Regions from separate parts of the Zea mays genome. Here region 1 is linked to region 2. Evidence: chromatin contacts called from public Hi-C data. All regions are on one chromosome and are shown on one strand. Each heading gives the region's core, a stretch centred on a gene start, on an enhancer-like site or on the middle of the called end of the contact. The rest is flanking DNA. Distances are from core to core; before and after follow the strand shown.

Region 1 (6,578 bases), core at 275-2,774, 210 kb before region 2:
GCGAGCTCACCATGAACGAGCGAAGGGGCAGGTCCAGCATGAACGACGTTGCGAACTCCGGTTGGGCGAGAGGGAGGAGTGGGGAGGAGGGCATCGGGCCTGTTTGAGAGGAACTACGGCGTGCTATGGATCCTCCCGATTTTGAGGGCGGCGTGGGGGAATAGGCGGTTGAGGAAGGGAGCTCCGCGCGGGCGTGAGCGACAGAAGCTGCGGCGCAGATACGGTGTGCGGAGCTGTGGGGATTTCACGGTGGATGCGCACCTGCGTGCAGTGCAGCGCGGCTGCTGGGCTGCGTGCGCGCTCGGTGGGCCACTGGCACAGGGGTGCGGTGCTGGGCCGGGGAGGTGAGCGTGCGGAGTGGGCTAGGGGAAGGGGTTTTGGCGACGGGAAAAAATCTACGCCTATATAGAGAGGATGGATGGGGTCAGACAGTTGCGGAGACCATTGCGCGACGAGGCAACGTGAAACGAGTTGGTTGCGACTGCGTTCGTGTCGCACACATGTGTGAAACAAATGGCCATTGCAACAACAACGAATGCACGCGATCAGAGGTAGACGGGGTTAGACGAGGATAGCCGACGCGAACAGCATGCCGTTCGCGAGAAGCGGTTCAGTGATCTCACGAAAAAGGGCACGAGATCTAGAACAGGCTCGACGAGAGGAAAATATATATACATATGTTATCGAGTATCCAAAATTTTATAGTTTTCGCAAATACTAAATTTTCGACAGTTTAATTAATATTAGAAAAACTAAAATTCATATTTAATACTCGAAGAAACGTTCCGAAGATTCCAAAAACTCTTAGGAACATCCTCGAGATATTTTAATCTGTTGTGATAATATTTTGCACTCATAAATACTATGCATCAGCATGAATGCAACAATCAAAGTCCCTCTAAGATTTTATTTTACTAGGCTTACACATATATATAAAAAATAACTCTTCTATTTAGAAAAAAGAAAATAAAAGCAAGGAAAAGAGAGGCTAACACCTGAATTTGGTGAATATTAGAAAATAAATTTTATACCTTTAAATTCAGGGTGTTACACGATCCAATTTATCCTTCAGCACGTTGTGTTGGCGACGAAATCGCGTATACATTCGCAGATATGGTTCCGGCTAATTTTAGTCAAATCACAGAGCAAATTATCGATGCCAAAACTAGTTTATTTTGGTCTATCATTTCTCGCTCCGATCCAAAACTTCGGATATAAATATCGGGTGCAAATTCATCTGACTCCGAAGTATTCACTAAATCATAACCCTGTACAATTATTGTTGTCAGTCTCATTTTTTTTGTTCGATCTCTGATTATATCTTTGAGACCCGGATCTGATAGTATCAAAATATCAACTTTTTGTTTTTGCAAATATGGGAGTTTGAATGAGAAAAAAAAATAAAAAAAATCTCACGTACCTATCTCCTACGGCCGCCCTTGGCTGGAGATTTTTCTTTCTCCCACTATTCACCGCTCTCTCTCCCTCCGTAATCTTCATCCGTGGAAGATTTTTCCCCACCCCCGCTTACCTCCTGCTTCTTATCCTAGAATGCAGCAGCCGTCTTCCTCATCTTTGCAACAGCCACTAGCCCAAGCTCCATAGCCGTCGTGCCTCCTCTGTTGCTTCTTCTGCTATACAGAGCGCCTATCTCCAATTCTCCATTTCCTACGTGCTGCAGGAGCTCGGTCTCTGCTCCAGCACGGTTTTCTTCTTCCCTGCTGCGCGCACTGCTCCCTAGAGCTCACCGCGCCCAGCCGTTCTTCCCTGCGCGCGCGTCTGCTCCCTGGCCGTCAAGTTCCTCTGCTATGAGCTCGCCCTACTCCCAAAGCGCGTCTCTAGTTCCCTGCTCGCCTAGCTCGGATTGAGCCGCGCGCCCAGCGCTCCCTCTGTCCGTTGCCATAGCTCGGAACTTCCTGGTGCTCGCTCAGTCTGCTCGTCGAATCTCCTCCGTGCTCCCATGGCGCCCCGGCGTTTCTCCCAGCCGAGCACTTCTTCTTCCCACAACCGCGCCCTTGGTCCCCGCCATGAAATTCCCTGCATGCTCCTCAAGTTCCCAGCGCCGGCCGTGCCTGGCCAGATCTCCCTCCAGCTCGGCCCCGCCCTCTGCGTGTGCTCCTCCCTGCTCAGTTCTCCTGCGTGCCGCGCGCCCTTCGTTCCTGTCTCACGCGCGCTAGCCAGCCCAGAGCTTCCCTGCGCGCGCCTGGATCTTCTCCCTCCCAGGCGTTCGGCTGTTCGAACCGCGTCCAGCCGAACGGCTCCTCCCACGCGTGCTCCTCCATCCTCCTTGTGTCCCTGGTTCTTTCCCCTGCGCTCCCAACCGTCGAAGCTCCCTACACTCGCCCCTGACCTCCCATGGCTGTATGCCCCATCTCAGCTTTGCCCTCTGTTCGGCGTGTTTGCCCCTGTAGAGCCCGCCCAGCCTCCATTTTTTCCCAGCCTGGATCTCCCTGCTCGCCTTGCTCCTCCGGCGCCGTGGTTTTCTGCTCGCTTGGCCGGCCATGGTGGCTATGCATGCCTTCTGGCCGTGGATGGTTCTGCCCAGGCCACCGTCGCGCCCAGAGAAATGGTGCGCGTCCCTGCGCCTGGTTTTCGTTTCCGTCGCGCCGATCTGTGCTCCGTCCTGGCCATCTTCTCTGCCTCCGATCTGTGGCGCCGTCGCAAGCTCGTTAGCCACTATTGTCTTGTCCACGCCAGCACGCGTTCATGGTCGCGTCGGCCAAATTCACCAACGTTCTATTACCAATTCGACTATCATCGCTGTTGCGTGCGCTCGCGCTCTCTATCCCCTGGTCGACCTCGTCGTCAGGCTTCGCCTTGCAGGTCGTCGTTCTTCGCTCAGCAAGGTTTCATTCTAAGCGCCGCCCTTCAAGTTCGCGTCCTTGGCGGACTCGCACCTCCGTGTCGTGTCCGCTCGTCCATGCTGTCGACCCGTGAGGACACAGGGTCTCGCTAGAGTCGCGCTGCCGTTGACGCAACGCAGGGTCTCGCTCTTTTTCGTGCTCGACCTTACAAGTCTCCAACTCGTCGACATCCTTTGCATCATGGAAAAATCCTGAGAGTTTGAATAAAGCAACAAATCCCATGTGATGCAACATTTGCCAAGAGCTCGACCGGATGTCTAAACTGAGAACCGTCGTCGCCCTCACGGTTATCAAATCGATTCGATCATGGTGAGCCAATTTATTATTTTGTGATTATTGGGCGTAGTTGTATATCGATAACTAGTATTTCCATATGAACTTGTACAACGTCTCGCCGCTAGGTGTTTAAGTCGCTATCGCGTAGCATTATTTTGGTTTGTGATATTCCTATTTATATGCATTCATATGCATTATGCAAATCATTTAGGTATGTTTATTAACCACGTGATGCGGAGAACCAAAGCCAAATTGACCCTAAGATGACGTAACAGGGGGACTACTCCGCAAGATGATGTTGATGGTCGAACCTGAAGATGGACAGACGAAATGAGTATCAGTACAAAAGATGGTCGTCAAGCGGGCGTCGTCTAACAAACACTAACCTAGTGTTTCTTCCAGGCAAGCCCCGGTGCATTCGCCACCTCCTTGTTGTTTTAAAATCTTTTGTCACCTTGTTTGATGCATTAGGTGATAGGAGTTGTGTGCCAAACCCTAATACCCGTTTTATGAAAATTTAGTGATGCTTAGCCCTGCTTATTAATTTAGGATTGTTTTTAAAAGATGATGTGTAACACGGGATATGGGAGTTTGTGAAATAAAATGACTTGTGATGATGAAGCCATTGTGGCCGCGATGATTTCATCATTCAAGTAGGGTACCTCTCTCAGGTATCAAGTTTTAGAAAATAATATGTTATGGAGACCAGACGTTGAGCGGTGAAGTTTGCCCGTCTGTGTCGATTAAGGACCGTTCGATGTAGGCCTGATGAGGTGAGACTTTGCAACTAGCCACATGCTCCGGTAAGCCTGAACCCGGCTATTCCATACGTGAAAAGACAACCGCGCACTAGGCGTGGGAGATGGTGGGAGTAGTGTGTACCCTCCTGGCTAGAGGATGGACGGAGGAGTACTGTGCTCCCGGGTAGCGCGGACCAGTTCACGTTGTGGAGGATCTGTGGGAACGGTTGGCATATGCAAGGGTTAAGTGCTACATATGTCGTGTGGTTAGGGATCCCCAGCTGGGTATAATCGGTTCGAATCGTCGTTGCTCCTCGGTCATGGAGACTCAACTCACTGACCACTCATCGTAGTTTATAAGTGAAATAAGAATTTGGGGAAAAGAAAGCTAGACCAGGACTAGTGAATGCTTTAGATCAAGCAAATCTAGATTCAGGAAAAGTACTTAACTTGTGAAGTAAAATTTTGGCATAAGGATTCACTACTAGTAAGCTCTTCCGCAAAATGAGTCTTTGAAATTTGATAAGCCTTACCTTGATTCCCGACAAGTCAGCATACCCTTGAGAGTCTTTTCTTTAGTCGGGTAAGTCTTGCCGAGTAATTCCATACTCAGGGTTTTATTCCCTGTTGTTTTTTAGGTTATAGTTTTGTTCTGTTGTGGATGGTGCTAAGTGCCGGTGGGCTCGGCCTTCTTATATAAGTATATCACGTCTTTATCTTCTGTATGAGGATGGTCACTTAAGCTAGCATATATTTCAAAATTATAAATAATTTATAACAGTTCAAAGTTATTTCTTTGAATCACTTTTGTAATCACTCCGATCATGTTCAATGTAAACTTGATGCAACTTGTAAAATTTGGTAATAAGATTTCCGCTGCAAATTGTTCGTGTGTGATTTGTGTTTACTTAATCCTGCGGTCCTGGTTGTAAGTGGTTTATCCGAGGTCCTTTGGGGGCACTCGGACAGATCCTATTAAGTTATCTGGTGCACATGCATAGCCGTTTGAGGTCTTTGAGAAAAGGGCAGGTGCATGTGGGCCCAATAACTTGGGAGGTTCTGCCACAAGGCAGAAGTGCGCCCGCGCGCGCCCACGCTGCTGGTTTTGCAAAAATGCCCTTCTCGATTTGAATAACTGGAAAAGGGTCATGGCACTATTCTTATGTCCCACTGACATTTGCAGGAACACCCCCCCCCCCGCATTTATTTCTTCGCAACTCGAAGTCCACGACGCGGCTTGGCGGAGAACTGAGCTCCGGTGAGCCCACACTGGCCGGATCCCGCAACGGTTGGTGCTCTCGTGTGGCAGACACCAGATTGGACCCCTCGTGACCATTTCCCCTCAATCAATTTCACCAACGGAGCTTTGAATCAACCGATCCACGGAGACAGCACGGACAATCGGATGAGTAAATGCGTTCCCGGTGATCTATGATAGCTTAACTCAATCAAACTGGTCAAGGAGCATCTAGAGAACCTAAGGATGCTAAAACAAGGGAGCAGGGGGTATGGATATACCTGGAACAAGCTAGCCACGGCGAGGTGTTTCTACGGTGGCGGAAACCAATTTGGGGGAAATCCCAAATTGGCGGACTCTAGTGGATGATTCGAGGCACGGGCTGCTGGATGAGGTGCTTGATTACTTAACGGAGCCGAGGTATGCGCAATTTATAGTGGTGGCCGGGGAATTGGATGAAGACGCACGGCGGTCAGAGAAAGCGGATGTCACTGGCGCGCGCGATTGGTGTCAATTACCGTGGCAAGCTCTCCGGCAATCACTGGATGCGCTTAACGTGACTAACTGCAACGTGGTAAGATGCTCGGGCACGTGGCACATGGTCCGTAAACGGCCAGCGCCGACAAGGATCAATCCGGCCGACCGCAATCCGAGTGGGTGCGGTGAACTCCCCGTCGATCGGGTCTGAGTTTATCCGTCGCCAGGATCTTTTACCTAGGAGCGTTATCCGGGCACTGGCGAGCAAGAATCATAACAGCGGCATGAATCCAACCGCGGAGATCGCCGGCGGCGACATTCAGTGCACAGGGGATATTTTCAGGGCACTGTACTATGTGAATTCTTATTTAGAGCATCTGACCGACAGGTTTCAGCGCCCCGATCTCGAATTTTTTGTGCAAACACTCACTAATCCGTCTGTGGCAATTTTGTAGCCCTATATACCAGCTATAATTCTGCTATAGCAATCACTCATAAATTCTTACTAGATCATGCTTGAATCCCAGCTCAAAGATTGCTTAATCACACTGTCAGTCTGAATTCAGACATATGGCAGTCTGAGAGCCCATCTTTGGGTCCAATTTTCTCAAAACTTTTCATAGTACCAGGGCTTAATCTCTATAGCAAAGTTGTTCCCCTTTTATAGCTCTACAAACTTGATGTATTGACATTGGGCAAAATCTTCATAATTTGGAAAATATAGGGCATCAAAGTTGGCCCTATACCATTGCAATTTAGACTTAGCCCATGGAGCCCAAATGTGGCTTTTTGCAAATAGGCCCAAAACTTAGGGTTTCATTTGCAAATCTCCAAATATGTGAACCATATGACCTAAGGTACCCTAATTTCATGGTTTTTGCACTTAGGTCCAAAAATGTGCACATTTTTACAGATAACCCCCTAGGGTTTCAGTCCAGGGTTTCTTAGGGGTCCATTTAGGGTTTTTGGTACTTTTATGGTTGG
Region 2 (6,920 bases), core at 3,108-5,607:
ACTGACATACAAGAAAGCAGCTCCATATTAGCCTCACTAAACCGACTATCAAGCTCTAGGCTAATTTGATCAATGACCCCAATATATACTTCTCTTCTGAAGTGGTCATCATTGGTTTGGTTATGAACAAATCGTGATGATCTTCCATAAGGCCTATAATTTCCATCCATAGTAGGAACTTGGATATCATGTTTGTTGCAAAATGAAGTAATTCTTTGAAGGAATTGATCCCAACCATCAAGCCTTAACTGTTGCATTCTTCTCTTTGCCACATTAACAAGTGAAATTGCATTGATAATATCTTGCTCCCTTCTTTGCAAACACACTGATAAATCATTTGTATATCCAAGAATAACAAACATTAAGTGTGCATCAAAAACAAAGTCAAATGACTCAAATGCTCCAAGCATAGAATGTATTCTTGTCCAATCACTTCTAATTGTAGTATCCTCTCCAAGAATCATGAGAACATCTCGAATTATAGGGTACATAGTAATTATGTTGCATATAGTTTTGTAATAAGAGCCCCATCGAGTCTCACCAGGCCTAGGCAACCCCATCTCTTGATTCAATCCTCTCCCAGTTTCAAGTTCACCACATTCAAGTGATTTCATGAGATTCTCAAGTCTAGCATCTCGAAGCATACCATGACGCTTACAAGAAACTCCAACAATATTCAATAAGAGAGTTACTTGATCAAAAAACCACACACAATCATTATTTCCCTTGGCAACAACAACAAGAACTAGTTGGAGTTGATGTGTAAAACAATGGATATAATAAGCAGAAGGTGACTCTTGCATGATCAATGTTTTCAAACCTTTAATATCACCTCTCATGTTGCTAGCCCCATCATAACCTTGTCCACGAATTCGTGTCAAAGTCAAGCCATGACTAACAAGTAAAGCTTCAATTGCATCCTTAAGTGATAAAGAGCTAGTATCATCTACATGAACAACTCCAATAAAGTGCTCACATGGCCTTCCCAGTGCATCAACAAAACGCAAGCAAAGAGCTAGTTGTTCTTTGTGTGATATGTCACTAGACTCATCCGCTAAAATTGCAAATGGCTCTTCCCCAAGCTCTTCAATTATTTTTTTTCTAGTTTCTATAGCGCAACACTGAATAATCTGCTTTTGTATGTTTGGGCTAGTCAAAGTGCAATTACCTGGAGCGTTGTTAAGGACATACTTGTTGACCTCTTCACTATTTACAGCAAGAAATTTCAAGATTTCAATAAAGTTTCCTCTGTTTGCTAGACTCTTCACTTTCATCATGTCCACGGAATGACAATCCTTGATGCAAAAGAAACTTCAAACATCGAAGTGAATATGTCAACCTTATCTTATAAAGATTGCGATCATCATCACTCCACTTCTCAATTTTGTTATCAATTGCTGCATTAGGATTTATAAAGCCAAGATATTTCTCTTCTGCTGTCTTATGTGACATAGAACCCACATGTTTTAGAAGTGCTTCAGACCCTTTATTCCAATTATTCCAACCATCTGAAGTAAATGCAGAAGTCCCTTTGCCTTTATTTGCTTTACTTTTGAATAAGTAGCACATAAAGCAAAATGCAGCATCTTTCTTGACACTATATTCAATCCAAGGAAAATTTTGAAACCACACAAAATTAAAATGGCGATCTCTATCTCCAATTTTCCTATTTGGGAATTCATGTGCATATGGTTGAAATGGACCTCTAAGAATATATGCCCTTCGAATTGCATCGTGATCATTAGCATGGTAACTTGCAATAGGTTGTCTTTCACCTGGATCATGTGGAAGACGACTGATATCATAAAGTGTTGGCGGTGGCGGTGCAGATGGCATTGGATTCACAATTTCTTCGTTTATCATTTCTTTCTCTTGTTCTTGAGGTGTCGACGCTTGAGTAACATCCAGAGATAATGAAGAAGCAATAAACTTCTGTTTTTTTGCAGCATGATTACGAAAAAGAGAGGCAATATCTCCCTGCTTCTTCATATTTTAGTCACTACAAAAATAATGGTAGTAAATCAACAATCAATAGGACAAAATCCTAAATCTTAAATTAGCAGGCAGTAGCTCGTACCAATTACCAATCACCAGCAGGCAGAGGCAGCACCGTAGCAACTTGCTAGCCGCCAGGGAGCAGGTAGCAGGCGGTCTAGGCCTGGGCGTTCAGCAGCAGACAATAGCAACTCGCAACTGGCAGCAGCTGGGCCTGGGCGGCTGGACGTTCAGCTGCGTAGCGGCACAGCGTTGGCAGCTGGCAGCGCGCACGCGCCAGGACTCCACTCCAGCGCCAGGAAGCCAGCCAGCCACGCAGCCGCCAGGAATTCTTCTCGCAGAATCGCAGTCGCCAGGTGCCCAGGTATGCAGCCGCCAGGGCGCCAGGAAGTTAGAAATAGGCACACGAACAGCCGCAAAGATCGGAGAGCTGGAGAAGTTGAAACGGCCTTCGGACTTCTGCGCTTGACGACCGAACAGGTGGCCGGGTGGGGTCCCCGGTGGGCCTGGCTTAGGGTGTGCCAGGGCCCACCTGGACCCCCTGTGGGTCCGCCCCTGGCAGCAAGGAGCCCCCGTCGCTGCCACCGGCATCTCCCCCCCTTAGGGTTTGGTCGGCGGCGGAGCTTGGGGGCGGCTTTGGAGGAGCAGACTCCTCGTCTTCGTTCGACCCGGCTTCCTCGGCTGATGAATCACCAGACTCACTCAGCTCGGTGCCAGCGCCGGCGCCGGCGCCGGGATCATCGTCATCCTCAGCGAAGTAGCCCTAGAGAAGCGTTAAGCTCGGAGAGGGAGGAAAGGTGGGACACAGGCGCCGGCATTGCAGGCTGCCAGCCTGCCACCACGACTGCTAGCCGCAGCCCGGGACGTAAGCCGTGAGATGGAGAACCTTCGTCGCGTCGCGGATTGGAGAGGTTGCGCGGGGCTATCGTCTCGAAGCTTCGCGAGACGGAGGGGTGAAAGGTTTCACGGACCATCGGTGCCCGATCGGACGGCTAAAAAATATAGAATGACGTGGATAGGCTAGTTGCGCTGGTTTCCGTTCGGCTTTAAAGATAAAGAAATAACATACCAGTACTATGCGAATTAATAACTTACTTTTGCTATTTATATACTGTATATACATATAGCGATATGCGAATGGTTGCAGAGAGGACGTACGCACGGACTTCGCAGGCACGCAGAGAATTCTCGGAAGCTTCGATCGATCGCGCGCAGCCGGCTTGGTACAATGCTCTCGAGTGTTCTTGGGCCACTGCATCTGTTCGGCTGTACGGCTCGAGTCAGGGTCCGGTTCCGTCCCGCACAGAGCATACCGGAAATTATAACTTAACCGACAATATCCAGCAGCTCAATCTTGCATGCAAGACATATAATCATTTATATGTAATGAGCACTTACAAATAATGAAAAGACGTTGTGATGGATTATATATTTCTTTGATCAAAATTAATTGACAATGAGATGATTATCACTGGTCCACCGTCCACGAGAGATCGAGTTATTAATTAATAATGTGCATATATATGCAAGTATGCAACTCTGCATAGTACCACTGATGTAACTCCCGCCAAATTAGAGAAGGGAGCTGACATTTTAATAATATATAGAGAGAGATGGCCGACATATCCAGGAGAGCCGGCCGGTAGTCACTGCACTGCATGCATACAATTGAACGTAACCCCCCACGCATACATGGCATTCTGATGTGCAACGTGCATTCGCCACGTGTACCAGTCGTCTTGCATTACATCTTCTTCCTCGCAGACGACGACGGCTCGTGGTTCCTGAGCATCTCCTGCAGCACCTCGTCGTCGAGGTACTCGAGCTCGATCACGTCCCTGCCGGAGCCCTGCTGCTGCTGCTGCCTATGCCTGGACGAGGATGAGGAGGATCCGGAGCCGCGGCAGGCGGCGGCGTAGGCGTGCGCGTCCTCCGGGAAGTTGAGGACGGCGTTGGCGCCGCGCATGGAGTAGGCGCTCCGGTCGTACGCCCTGGCGGCCTCCTCGGCGGTGTCGAAGGTGCCCAGCCAGATGCGGACGCCGTGGCGGCTCGAGTCGCGGATCTCGGCCGCGTACTTGCCCCAGGGCCGCCGCCGCACGCCGCGATATTTGGTCGGCTCTCCACCTCCGCCGTCCTTGGACCAGTCGCCGTCCATAGCGATGGCGACGGGTGTGTGTTTGCTAGCTGCTGTCAGTAGCACTTGCAGCTGGGTTTGGGCTTTGGTTTGGTTTGGCGCGCGTGACAGCGACTGATGATCGATGCGGCAAATGGCTGGCTAGGTTCACTGGTGTGTGTGTGCAGCGAGCGTTGAGAGGAGTGAATTATATCGGTGATGGAATGCGTAGTAGGGTGGTGGTGGCGGGATCGGAGGGGAGGGGTGCGAATGGAAGAGGAAGGCGCGCACGGAGGGGCATTAAAACAGCTTCGGAAGGTACATGGGAAAGGGATATTGATCGTGGGCCCAGCACGTGCTTGCATTGGTTCCTTCCTTTTGCTTCCAAAAGGAAAACTGGACTGCAAGATCCTTTCCGCTATTCCACCGTATATATTTATGTTTTCTGCATTAGGTTTTTGTGCGGCGGTGAGGCCGGGGAAGAGAATCACCACAATTAAACTGAACTACACTCTCTCAATCATGCTTTACGCTAATTATTGTATATACCTGTCGAGCATCAGCTCTCTCGATTTGAGAATATAAAGTTTTATTATCAGTCAAACCTTTTTTACTGCAACCAATATTAGGAAATTATATGGCCCGTGCTTTGCTATGGTTGTTATATAATATACAAATAGGTATTGAGATATTTATTCAAATATAATTATTGTTTGTTTCTAAACACTAAGTTACATGTGGTCCGGTGGTTAGCCCCAAATATCTGTAGTAGGGGGGCGCGGGTTTGAGTGCTTGCTCAGCACTATTTTTTGCGCGGTGTGGTAGTTGCGCGAGCGGGATCGGGTGTTGGGCAGGCGCAGTAGCTTGTTGCTCGGGCGCTGAGGATCCACAGGGTAGTAGCTGAGAGCGGGGCCCACAGGTCACGACGCCGAGGTGGGCACGTGAGGTGGGAGAACAAGGCGGGGCGTGTGGAGCGGGCCCAGAGTGTCAGTGCGGAGGGTGAAGCCATTGTAGCACAAACACCCACATTAGGTTCTTTATCTTCGTTGAGAATAAATTTATACATAGTTTGTTGGAGTGAAGAATTTAGAAATAGGTAGAACACATATTTGTACCAAAGCATTAGATAAATAAGTACGCGTTAACCGTTGCTTATATTTTGAATTAGATTTATAAACAACACTCGGTGGACGGCGGGTTGATTTTGGAAAACCTGAGGGCTTTTTAAGAAAATGGCCATGGCTACTACAACGTGGGTCGCCTGGGGCCGCAGAATTTTCGATCAACGGCCGATAACAGATCGTGAATCGTTACGTAATCAGGACCGCAAGATCCCAGATCAATGGTCCGAATTCAACGTGTCGAAGGGGTAAGCCATGATCTAATCATGGCCGCACATGCACGGATCAACGTCCAGAGCCGTTTGTGCCGCCCCGATCGCGAGCGGCGCGCTCGATTCTGCGACGGCGCCATCGCCGGCAACTGCGCGAAACACGCCCCCGAGCACAGACCTTGATCCCTATCATGCAGAAACAAAATTTAGGTCGTAGCGAAACAGAGGGGGGAGATCTCACCAGCGTTGTAGTGCAAAATCCACCCGCTCACTATAGTGCGCGACTCCGCGGCAAAAGCTCAGCTCCGATGAGCAATTATTGGAGCTCCAGAGCACCACTCCGCCCGAGACGGCCATGTACACCATCCTGGGACGACTTGAAGTCACCGGGCCAGGTAATGTGCCCTGGACGTTGACCTAGGCGGATGCCTATGGTGTGGGGCAGCTCCACGGCACCCCAGCTCATCGGCGAGCAGTTCACGGGGTCCCCGGCTTCATCTTCGCCTGGCGAAGACACGAGCGCCTTCCGTGAGACCCTGAGCAACAACCAAACCCACCGCAGTGAGTAATACATCGATGCTTCGGGTTTTGCCCCGCGGCTGCTCTCTCTCTCTCTATGAATGATCGACAATGGTGGCGAGAACTTTGATTCGATAGGGCAAGAGATCTCGGTGCTCTTTATATGTACCCAGGACGATGCCCGAGGTTTGTAACACCCCAGGTGTTACTTAGGGTTTTCACTCAAGCCTACACTATTGAACCCATCATCACATGTGGTTTAGTTTGAGCAAAAGACACCAAACTTGGGGGTCAAGATCCTAAGTAGGTGTAACCCATCTTAGAAGTCATGCTTTGGCCTTATCATACACCTAAAGAGGAGAGAATGGCTCAAACCCTAATTCAAATCCCTTTAGGAAAATAGAGCCCTAGAGGGGAGTATAGCAAAAAGGCTATGTAAACCACATTATCATGACTTGGCCTAATTATAAAAGTTGTAGTACACATAATATCCTACAAAAAATAGTAAGAGAGTGACCCAAAAAAGGCTTTAGAAAAACCCCAAAAAGGTCACCAAAGAGAAGGGCATAAAAGAAAAATCAGATTTTTCTCAATTTCAAAACCAGCCCTCTTTCAAAGATCAAACATGTTCACATTTTTCCAAACCTCAAAACCATAGGGCCCAATTAACAAAATGGCGCCTAAAGACCCCTAGAACACTCTGGAAAAATTTGAACCCAACCCTAAGTCGTTTGACACGACTTGACACGGTTTTTGTCTCGGGCTGGACAACTCAGACAGAGCCAACTTCACACCACAATATCTCTCAAACCCGACCATATCTTTGCTTGGAACTCACATGGAAAAGATAGGATATGGTACAGAGAAGAGATATTACACGGGATTTTTGCTGAGATCTACACGCTAAGGCGACCAAACATGCCTTTGAACATCGGCAGAACCAAACCACCACGTGTTCGA

What was found. A called contact is a pair of places that touch in the nucleus more often than the background predicts.
Region 1: a contact with region 2 is called in a Hi-C map of ear, with 2.4 times the contacts expected there. The contact joins the promoter of LOC103632383 here to the promoter of LOC103632382 in region 2. A contact is called at or near these places in 4 of 25 Hi-C or Micro-C datasets (bundle sheath, ear, leaf and 1 more).

What each region holds. Positions count from the first base shown.
Region 1 is chr7:55,063,632-55,070,209 of Zm-B73-REFERENCE-NAM-5.0, reverse strand. It overlaps LOC103632383, which reads left to right and starts at 1,524. Exons shown (of 2, transcript XM_008654221.2): 1 at 1,524-3,173; 2 at 3,416-3,579. The coding sequence starts at 1,961. The coding sequence ends at 2,956.
Region 2 is chr7:54,855,806-54,862,725 of Zm-B73-REFERENCE-NAM-5.0, reverse strand. It overlaps LOC103632382 (ethylene-responsive transcription factor ERF096), which reads right to left and starts at 4,357. Exons shown (of 1, transcript XM_008654220.3): 1 at 3,497-4,357. The coding sequence starts at 4,150. The coding sequence ends at 3,740.